Regions from separate parts of the Mus musculus genome. Here all the other regions are linked to region 1. The links are chromatin contacts, called in public Hi-C maps. All regions are on one chromosome and are shown on one strand. The core of a region is the stretch at or near the end of the contact, and the rest is flanking DNA. Distances in the headings are between cores, read along the strand shown.

Region 1 (3,420 bases), core at 550-3,049:
AGGTGCTGGGCCTGGCATGGGTTCACTGCTGAAAGGCAGATCAGGGGACTGTGCCTCTCTCAAGGGGAATTTCTCAGCAAGACAGAATATTGCTAAAGTGACTGACAGCCAGCTAAGGTACTGAAAGTCTGATGGTGGTGTTACCCTCAAACTCCTGTCTATCTTGAAACACAGGATGGAATGTCTGCAGATGTCATGAAGATGAGGGTGCTCTGGAGCCTGGAGGGAAACTACACTCAACTCTCATAAGAAGGTGGTACGGGCCAGGGCACTTGCTCAAGACCTTGGTTTATGCCGGGCAGTGGTGGCACATGCCTTTAATCCCAGCACTTGGAAGGCAGAGGCAGGCGGATTTCTGAGTTCGAAGCCAGCCTGATCTACAAAGTGAGTTCCAGGACAGCTACACAGAGAAACCCTGTCTCAGAAAAAAAAAAAAAAAAAAAAAAAGACCTTGGGTTACATCCCCAGCACCACACACACACATAAAAAGAAAGAATGAGGCTACGATGGTGATGGTGTACGCCTTTAATCCCAGCATTTGGGAGGCAGAGGCAGGCAGATCTCTGAATTCCAGATCAAACTGGACTACAAAGCTAGTTCCATGATAGACCACAGAGCTGTCCAGGGCTGCAGAGAGAAACTGTCTCAAAAAAACCTACACATACACACACATACAGAGAGGTAGAGTGGAATCCTTACTGCCTTTGAACCTCCAGAAGAACCCTTCCTCTAAACTTCATGAATTGGACCTAATATGCAATGTTTCAGCATTAAAAGGTGGGCCCTTTGGGAAAGAGAGTAAGCCCTGGGGCTTTGGTTTAAAAAAAAATGCAACTAGTGTGTTTTGTGTGTGTGTGTTTTGTTTGGTTGGGGTTTTTTTGGCCTAGTGTTCTTAAGATGTTTACAAGGGAACCCTTATCTTATGCATTCTTTTCCCCTCCTAAGGTCTCCTGCTGGAAGCTCAGACAGAATCCTTAGCACAAACAGATCCACTACTTAATAGAGTTCTCAGCCTCCAGAACTGTAGGAAACAACTTTCTCTTGGGTATAAAATAATGAGTCATTGGTATTTTGCTATAGCAGCTCAAAAACTAAAAGACTCATTGAGATAGGCCACTACCCATTTTTCTTTTCGATGTCTTTAAAGAGAGCTATTGCTCTCTGGGACTAGGCCTTGAGCTCATTATGTAGTCCAGGCTGGCAAAATCCACAAAACTGTAACCTTTTAAATAAAACTTTATTAAGAGCATTTAACTGGCTCTAACATATACATTCTTAAGAAAACTTGGGACTCCTCTGGGCATTGTTCTAATTTATTGTTTGTTTACAATAAATTATTAACAATTTATTAATTGTTCTGGTTGGTATGTATGCATGCATGTATGTATGTATGTATGTGTGCAACCCCAGCTGGCCTCCAACTTACTAAATAGCCAAGGCTGACCTTGGACAACTGGTCCTTCTGATCCATCTTCTAGGGGCTAAAATTCTGGGCATGTACCACCACATCCAACTCACAATTGATACATTCTCAATGCTGGCTAAGGAAACAACAGGACTTTCCCAATTACTCGGGCCTTATCCTGTCTTTCAGCCAAGGCTCATCATAAATATTCTCCAACTCCTAAGGTTTTCGTGGGTCTTGTTGAGGTGAAAGTTAAAGACCTGAAGGCTGGCCAGCATTCTTCTCTTTAGTTGCCACGCAGCGGCGGAAAGAGCCGAGCGCGCTCGGCCGCATTCGCCGGCCCTCCTAGGCGACGTCGTCAGGGGGCGGGGCTCGTGCCGGCACGCTCGGCGCGGGGCATTGTGGGAAGGGCGGCCGGTGCTGCCACAGCTGCCATCTTAGGGACTCCGGGCCGGGCCTGCTAGGCCTTCGCGGCGGAGGCGGCCGTGTGCGTGGCGGGTGCGCTTGGGGCGAGGCGGAGGGTCCGCGGGCGGGGGGCCGCGCTTCCCAGCGGCGAGGGGGCGGCCTGCGGCGGGCAGCGGGCGACAGGCGGCGGGCGCCGCGCGGCGCGAGGATGGGCCGGTCGCGGAGCCGGAGCTCGTCCCGCTCTAAGCACACCAAGAGCTCCAAGCACAACAAGAAGCGCAGCCGCTCGCGCTCGCGCTCGCGGGACAAGGAGCGGGTGCGGAAGCGCTCCAAGTCCCGGGAGAGCAAACGGAACCGGCGGCGGGAGTCGCGCTCCCGCTCGCGCTCCACCAACGCGGCGGCATCCCGGCGCGAGCGGGAGCGCGCCTCGTCCCCGCCCGACCGCATCGACATCTTCGGGCGCACGGTGAGCAAGCGCAGCAGCCTGGACGAGAAGCAGAAGCGCGAGGAGGAGGAGAAGAAGGCGGAGTTCGAGCGACAGCGAAAAATGTGAGGGGCGCGCGGCTGGAGGCGCGGGGCGCGCTCACGGGGGCCGGGTGGGGCGGGAGCGCCGGCCCGGAAGTCCGAGTTGAGGGCGCGAGGCGGGAGGTTGGCGGGGCTGCGGATCCCCGGGCCCGAGGCGTTGGAGCGCAGGGCACCTGTGCGGGGGTCCGTCCCGGGGCGCGCCCGGCTTGAGAGTGTGGGCCCTTTCTGAACCTCCTTTCATACGGTCGTTCAAAGACAGATGCACAAAGTTGCAGCGGACACCCGGGGTGCCTCTCCGGCCCCTCTCTTTTTTGTCTTGGCCTCAGCCCCTCTAGTGAGCATGCTTGACCCTACTGTTGACCCTGCTGTTTGCCCGCCTAAATGCTTCTAGTTTCAGAGCGCTCTTATCCGAATTTTTCACTTAGGGCAAAACCGGTTCCCATCAGGGGACTGGACTTGAAATTTGGGGGAAGATCACGTGGTTTTGAGTGAGGCGGCTTTCGATGTGAAAGTAGGTGTTGATGACCCAACCAGAGTAAACTTGAACGTTGTGAAGTACTTTTTTAAAAAAGATGTGCCCAGCCCCCCTCCCCCCCCCCGCCCCAGCCACGTGGAGCAATAATACTAAGCATATGTGTTCCCTGTTAAGCCAGCCATCGTTTCCGGAGTAATTAACTGAAGACTTGAATAAGTGGTTATGAAGCAGGAACTAGGTAGTTTGTGTATATGACTTGTGTAGGGGTTTCTATTTTCTGCAAAAAAATAGAAGGCAGATTTTTGTGGTAGGCAGGTTTTCCAGAAGCCCCTAGGAGGGAGGTAAGGGATTGAACACAGCGAAGCACTGTAGTGGAACTGGGGTCTTGGCTTGTACTGTTTCTCAGTACACCTTGGCCACATAGAATCCTGTTAGGATCTGGAACAAGCCTGTAGCTTAGTAGAACATAGACATAGTTGTGTGTGACAGTTGACAGTTCTCCACGTGAAAACAAAGGAGTCATCACATTGCACGTGGACAGCATAGGATGAAATGAAACATCGATAGAGCTGTGTTCAACTATGCCATTAGCATTGAGAAGGGAAAGGGA
Region 2 (3,420 bases), core at 456-2,955, 5.1 Mb before region 1:
TCTGCCTTATCTCCTATGAATAAGCAAATACTTTTTCATGCCCGAGAATCACGTCTCAGTAAATTTTAACAATTTGGATATTCCTTAGCAAAAAAACAAAACAAAACAAAACACCCCGAAGATAAAGCAACCATTAACTGAAGCCTTAATTATCCAGGACCGCCTCTTCTGTACAGAGCCAAGGGTAAAATACTAGACTCCAGAAGTCACCATGCCATGGGTACTTTTAGAGCCATTTCTGGTACATCTGAACAAGAACGAGACTTGTCTAGGCTCCTTCATGGATGACATGCTGTATTTTGAATGGGTGTCAGACCACGTACCAAGGAAAAACTAAATCATTCTCCCCGTCTCACACACAACTCTTTTCACAGGTAGGAACGATTCCATTCCATTTCACAAAGAATACAGAAGTTTAGAGAAATCTGTTGTTCGTACAGAGGGTGCAAGTTACAAGCTGGGACCGGAATTGCACACCGAGTAATTGCACACTGTTCTTTTAGCCATTTTTCTAAACTTCAGCCACCTGAAAACCACCTGTGGTTTTTCAAAGGATACCCATTTAATTATTCATATTTTTATTAGAATAGACTTTAAAAAAAATAACAAAACAAAATTGGTATCCCAAAGGAAAGCGTATATGACACAAATGAGAAAGAATACCATAAAAGGATATAAAAATAAGTATCGTGGAAAACCCACGAATTCCTGTGGCACTGACATCTGCTGCTTAGGTCAGCCCTGCGTTGCTCGCATCCCCACAGGCAGGGAACCTTCTGGCTGGGTGGTGGTGCAAGCAATGAGAGATTCCACTTCTCAGGGCTCAGTTACTGGTCCCTCACTAGGGAAAACACTCCAGACTCAACGTGTGTAAGGGATGCAGTCCGGTTTTGCTCATCATACAGTTTATTAAAAGCTACGCCGAGGAAGGCATGGTAACGGGCTGACGAGGTGACTTGCCCGCTCCTAACGTGGGCGTGCACTGACAGCTGGGAGGGGACTGCAACTGCGAGCGCCCGCGGGGTCCTCCATCCTTCACCAGTGGGTGTCCCGCAGCAGCCCTCACCTGAGGTCCGCAGCCACCACCTCGAAGTAATCGTGCGCCGGCAGGGGGCGCAGTTGCTCTTCCAGCTGCTCTTTGGTGAGGCCCGGGGGCAGACGCCGGAGGACCACCTGGGATGACCATTGCGTTCACTCAGGTGCTGCCGCCCGCCACGCCCACTCAGCCTGAGGTTCCCCGGAGCTCGGGGGACCGCGGCTCCCCAGCTCCACCCCGACTCGCTAATCCTAGTCCAGACTGCTCGCAACAGCCCGCATCACTTCGGAGACTAGGCTCCGCCCCTGAGATGAACAACCCGCCCCGCCCTCCCCAAGCCCCGCCCACCGGGGGGCTTAGAAGCCGTCCTCTCGCGAGACTTGCGGGCCCCGCCCCCACCTTGCTCAGGGCTGTCCTCTTCTCCTCGCGAGGCTTGCCGGCCCCGCTCTCACTTAGGGTCGGGGCCGGAGGCGCCGCCGACTCCTTCCGCGGTGACTCGCGGCGGCAGTGGGTCTCTGAGCTCGATAGTTTCTCCCTCCAGCTCGGGCCCCGCGCAGCCAGGGCTGCGCCTAAGCCTCCGGCCCCCTCTTCCGAGCGCATCCCCACCGGCCGGCCGGCCGCCGCCACCTCCGCGAGAACGAAGCCTCGCGAGGACTAGGCAGCCCCTCCCTTGGAATTCGGTGTTCAGTGTCCCCTCCCCGGCCCTGACAGGGAAGGGGCGGTGCCAATGCTGGCCCGCGCCTGTAGGGGGCAGCGCGGCAGTTTTTAAAAGACAGCGGACGTCCTAGAACGGCGGCGACGGTGAAGGAGATCGGTGCTGCCAGCCACGCGGAGAGCAGATGCTCACTCCGGACGTCCCGTGCGCTGCTGACCTGCGGTGGGGACTGGGAGCCCCCGGTCCACCCGGAGTCACTGGGACAGTACCGAAAGTAAACCCGTCGCTCTCCTCGCCCCACTCTGCCCTCCGCCTCCCTCCTACACGTTTTCTCTGTTGAGACAGGGCTTTGTGTAGCCTTGATTGTCCTGGAACTCACTCTGTAGACCTGGCTCTCCTGGAGCTCAGAGATCCTCTGCCTCCTGGGATTAAAGGCGTCTGGCTTTTTATTTTTATTTTATTTGTAGCAGATATACGAACAATACAGTTTTCCCATGTGCTCAATGATGTATAGCACCATTCTCCCTACGTTAATGGTAAAGGAGAATGAGAGATTTTCAGAAATCGATCGTGGCACTCCTGAAATGTGACGTTTTAAATAAGCCAAAGACTCAAAACCGTTTAGGTCTGCGTCAAACAGGCCTCAAACATCGAGAGTTCTATAAAAGCCTGGGCAAGAGCGGTTTTCCAGTATTTCGTGTTGCAAAGAAAGCTAGGACTGAGCCCATCACTTGAACCAGCTCAGTTTGGAATAACCAGTTACACTGACCAGAAGTTCTGATAGCCTCTTAACCTTTATTAGGAAGAAAACACACGTGTGAGAGGCTGATAAAAATGTGGACGACGAGTTGTCAGGAAAAACCAACCCATACCCAGTTGTTAAGATAGTACAAGGTCGATGGATAGTAACTTCACAATGGAAGAAAGTTGGAACATTACAAGCTTGGAGCCAAAATTATCTCGGGCTGGCTTTTGCCCCCTTAAAGATAAAGCCATTGACTGTCCTCCTGTGTGCCTGACCCAACACCCTTTCACCTGTCTGGCAAACTGCTGGTTAGTTTATGTCAGCTTGACTCAAAATAGTCACTTGGTTGTGAAGAGGAAAGAGTTGAGGCATTATTTTCATCAGATTGGCCTGTGGAACAGTTTCTTGACTAATGGACGTGAAAGGGTCCCACAGCAGTTGGACCTTGCTTGTAATAAAGCCAATAAGCATTCTCTGTGGCCCTGCTAGTTCTTGCCTCCAAACTCCTACTTGAATTTCTTCTCTGATTTCCCTCACTGAGGGATGTGACCAGAGAGCTAGAAGAGGAACTAAATCTCTTCCTCCCACAAGTTGCTTTTGGTCAGTGTTCAGAGTGTAATGAGTTGTGGAAACATGAAAGATACCATTGAAAGAAGAGAGACATTATGAAGTATCAGAGGGATACCAGGGATGTTCTTGTGATATTTGGATTAAGAATCTACCTTTATTGGGACAAATAATGATGGTTAGCTGGGGATGAAGAATCAGTTGTGATTAATAAGACCAGCATCATCAAAGTGCAATTTTCTGGATATACTTCCTAAAGGTCAGCACACAGACACTGCAGTCCAGATGCAGTCAAGGCTATCTCAAGCAGGAAACCTGACTTGGTAATGTGTACCCCACATAGTGGAACTGATTGTGTAGGCATGAACGCTGCAAGATTTAAGAGGTCACAGAAATGAGCTGAGATTGAAACTGGAA
Region 3 (3,420 bases), core at 288-2,787, 5.0 Mb after region 1:
AGAACCCACAGAGTACAAGGAGAGAACTCACTCTCAAAAGTTGCCCTTTACCCCCATGCACACTCACAAATACACACATGTGCACACAAACATGCAATGAATAAATTTTTTAAATGTAAATAAATAAATCTAAAAAAAATTTTAATGTAATTTTTAAGAAGCTGGCATGTGGCAGGGGAATGGTTAAAACTTAAGGTGCCACACATGATGAATGCACACCTTTAATCCCAGCACTCAGGAAGCAGAGGCATCTCTGTGAGACTGAGGACAGCCAGAGCTGTTACACAGAGAAACTGTCTCAAAAAAATTTAATTAGTCAATCAATCAATCAAAAAGGTGGAATACAGAGAGGCCACAAAACTGGAGGAGCACACCTGCAGCCCCAGCACTCCAGAGACTGAGGCAGTAAGATGGCAGAAAGTGGCCAGCCCGGGTGAGTTCCAGGACTGCCTAGAGCACAGTGAGACCCTGTGCAATGGTTCGTCTTCACGACCTAGATTTAGAATCACCATGAAAACACGTCTCTGGATTTCCAGAGGGAAGACCCAGTATGAATACAGGCATCACCACCCTAAGGTAAAAAGAAGGAAGTGATCTTGGCGCCAGCATTCGACTGTGGATGCAATGCCAGCGGCCTCATGCTCCTGAAACCATGTGTCAATAGCCGAATAAACAGACCTTTCCTTCTTCTGGTTGCTTTTGTCGGGTATATATGACCACAACAAGAAGGAGAAAAGCACTAATACACTCTGTCTTTAAAGCGGGGGCGGGACATTGGTGAATGGAGAGGGGACAAAGGACAGTCAATTATGTTTTCCCTAGCCGGCATGTGCTCCAGCTCTGACTACCCTAGAGACCTTCCTGCCCAACCCCTCCAGGAAAGCTAGAAAAGTATGTGACAGTAAGGGACACCGGTGAGCCAAGGCCAAGCCAGGAGGGGGTGCAAAAAATTCCCAACCCTGTAACATGAGGTTGGGGAGCGGCGGAAGTGTCTATTTGTCATGAAGGAAGCCGTTTCCACGGTGACCCTTAACTCTAAAAGAGATCCCGTCGGAACTCATACTCCCACAAAGTCTCTAGAAAACTGCACGGATGATGGGGACACTAGTGGAGGAGGCAGGAGGAAGCGGTGAGAGCCTCTGGGCCTCCCGTGCCGGCAGCCGGGAGTCACAACAGTGAATGGAGACCACCAGGTGAAGCCTTCATGGCTTCTGGAGAATGGATTGGAGCCGACAACCCTCCCCTACAAAGCATGTCCCACGGGCCAGGTCTTGGGAGATTAGGATGGACCGTCCGGCTCCCCAGCTGGGGAAAGGAACCGTGCAGAATGCTCGACTGGGCTGCTCTAGGACGCCCGGCCGGGACCGCGGAACCCGCATCACCCCCAGGGGAAACCCAAAGCAGACTGACCCGGGAACGCTGCTCCGGACGCACAGAAAAAAAGACGAGGCCCGAGCGCGCCGGAGAAGGTTCTCGGGCGGGGAAAGGTCTCAACCGGAACTGTGCTGCGGGCGGGTCAGCGGAACTCCTTGATGGCGTCGTAAAAGGCCTGTGAGTGCGCAGGCGTGCGCGGGCTAGCTCGTTTGCGCACGGAGGGCGGGGCAATGCGGTGACCGAGAGGGGCCGCAAGGGGGCGCCCGTGTCCAAGCCCCGCGGCGCAGAACGCTGGTGGGCACTGGGCTATGAGATCTTGCTATAAAAGCTGGCTTTTGAGCAAGAGTGTAGTATGCAAAGTATTCTATCCCAGGAGCACGTGCATGCCCTCGGGCACGTATCTTCTTAAGTATGTAAGTACGTGAACTGTAGACGTGATGTATTTACACGCAATTTCCCCTGACACGTGATTTTTTTTTTACCAGTGGGTGAAGGAGAACGCTTGATCTGGGGGTGTTTTTCCATCTTTCACAGATGGTGTAGCTGCAGTGTTTTAGAAGTAGTAGTAGTTTTACCTGCGGAGGCGTCTGACCATCCTTATCCTCCCTTTGTGTGTCAGTGTGTCTCATGTGCCCAACACTCCTGTGTGCAGAGACCAGAGGTTGACACTGAGTCTATCTCTATTGCTCTGGAACTTATTTTAAGACAGGGTCTAACTACTGGACCTGGGGTAACCATTTCTGCTAGCTGTCAAGCATCTCAGAAAATCCTTCTGTCTGCCCCACAAACACCTCACTGGCTGGCAGTTCTGGGGTTACAGGTGTGACCAACACACCCAGCAATTTTTTTTTTTTAATGTAGGTACTCAGGATCAAACTCAGATCTTTACAATTGTACTTTATCTATTAAGACACCTCCCCAGCCCCTTAATTTTTTGTGCTGTATATTGGTTGGTTGGTGGTTGTTTGAAACAGTCTTGCTATGTAGACCAAGATGACAACAAAATTAAGGTGATATATGTGCCCAGAGCTTCCCGTGTTTAGCTGATCTTTTTAAGAGGAAACACAAGCGGCAGAAAGAATGTAGGTCATTTTCTCCTGGAGTCTATTCATATCTCCAACCTGCATAAGTCAGGTGCAGGTTTAATTATGTCTTTTACAATGCTGCAGATGAAACCCAGGGCCTCACAATGGCTAGGCAAGTGCTTTACAGATGAACCATGCCACTGCCCCATATGCTTAATTTAAAAATTCATAGCATTGACTGAGACAGATGCAGATACTTACACCCAACCATTGGACTGAAGTCGGGGACCCCTATGTTTGAATTAGGGGAAGGATTGAAGAAGCTGAAGGGGAGAGCATGACCCCACAGGAAGACATTCTTACTCTCTCTGACTCTCTTCCCTCCCTGACCCCTTTCTCCCTCTCTCCTCATCCCCCTCCCCCTCTCTCCACAGGTTCCTGGCTGGCCTCTCCTCTTCTCTCCGCCTCTCTCTCTCTCTCTCTCTCTCTCTCTCTCTCTCTCTCTCTCTCCTCCCTTCCCAATCAGTCAGGGAGCCTGCGTGGGTCAGACATAGATCCTCTGACTACATATTATGTTTTGTAGCTTGATCTTCCTGTAGGATTCCTAACAGTGGGAGCAGGGGCTATCTCTGACTCTTTAGCATGCTTTTGGGACTCTTTTTCTCCTATTGAGTTGCCTTGTCCAGGCTAAATATAAGAGGATGTACCTAGTCTCATTGCAACTTGATTGGCTGAGATCCCTGGGAGGCCTGCCCTTTTCTGAAGGAGTGGATCTGGGGGAGAGGGATGGTGAAAGGGAGGGAGCTGGAGGAGAGGAGGGAGGCGGGGCTGCTATCAGGGCGTGATATCTGAGAGAAGAATTAAAAGAACTATGAGAAGAAATGAAAACAATGTGGGGCTTTCTAGCTAAAGAATTCAAAATTTTAAAAATAAACGAATAAATACCAGCATTCAATAGGCAGAGGCAAGTGGCTCTCTATGAGTTTAAGGACAACCTGGTCTCCACAGGGAGGTCCACACC

The links. Hi-C and Micro-C count contacts between places; a contact is called where the count stands out from the background.
Region 2: a Hi-C map of Th1 cells shows a contact between it and region 1, with 7 times the contacts expected there. The contact joins the promoter of Upf3a here to the promoter of Arglu1 in region 1.
Region 3: a contact with region 1 is called in a Hi-C map of muscle stem cells, with 4 times the contacts expected there. The contact joins the promoter of Trappc5 here to the promoter of Arglu1 in region 1. A contact is called at or near these places in 1 of 484 Hi-C or Micro-C datasets (muscle stem cells) and 1 of 9 other capture datasets (adipose tissue).

The regions. Positions count from the first base shown.
Region 1 is chr8:8,688,916-8,692,335 of GRCm38.p6, reverse strand. It overlaps Arglu1 (arginine and glutamate rich 1), which reads left to right and starts at 1,799. Exons shown (of 4, transcript NM_176849.3): 1 at 1,799-2,359. The coding sequence starts at 2,019. Mir7654 (microRNA 7654) reads left to right here and starts at 2,174; the gene lies at 2,174-2,243.
Region 2 is chr8:13,783,900-13,787,319 of GRCm38.p6, reverse strand. Upf3a (UPF3 regulator of nonsense transcripts homolog A (yeast)) reads right to left here and starts at 1,705. Exons shown (of 9, transcript NM_025924.2): 1 at 1,436-1,705; 2 at 1,067-1,173. The coding sequence starts at 1,636. It overlaps Gm46032 (a long non-coding RNA gene), which reads left to right and starts at 2,264. Exons shown (of 2, transcript XR_001778519.2): 1 at 2,264-3,420.
Region 3 is chr8:3,674,594-3,678,013 of GRCm38.p6, reverse strand. It overlaps Trappc5 (trafficking protein particle complex 5), which reads right to left and starts at 1,537. Exons shown (of 2, transcript NM_025701.4): 1 at 1,411-1,537. Gm45231 (a long non-coding RNA gene) reads left to right here and starts at 1,615. Exons shown (of 2, transcript XR_870093.2): 1 at 1,615-1,787; 2 at 3,408-3,420.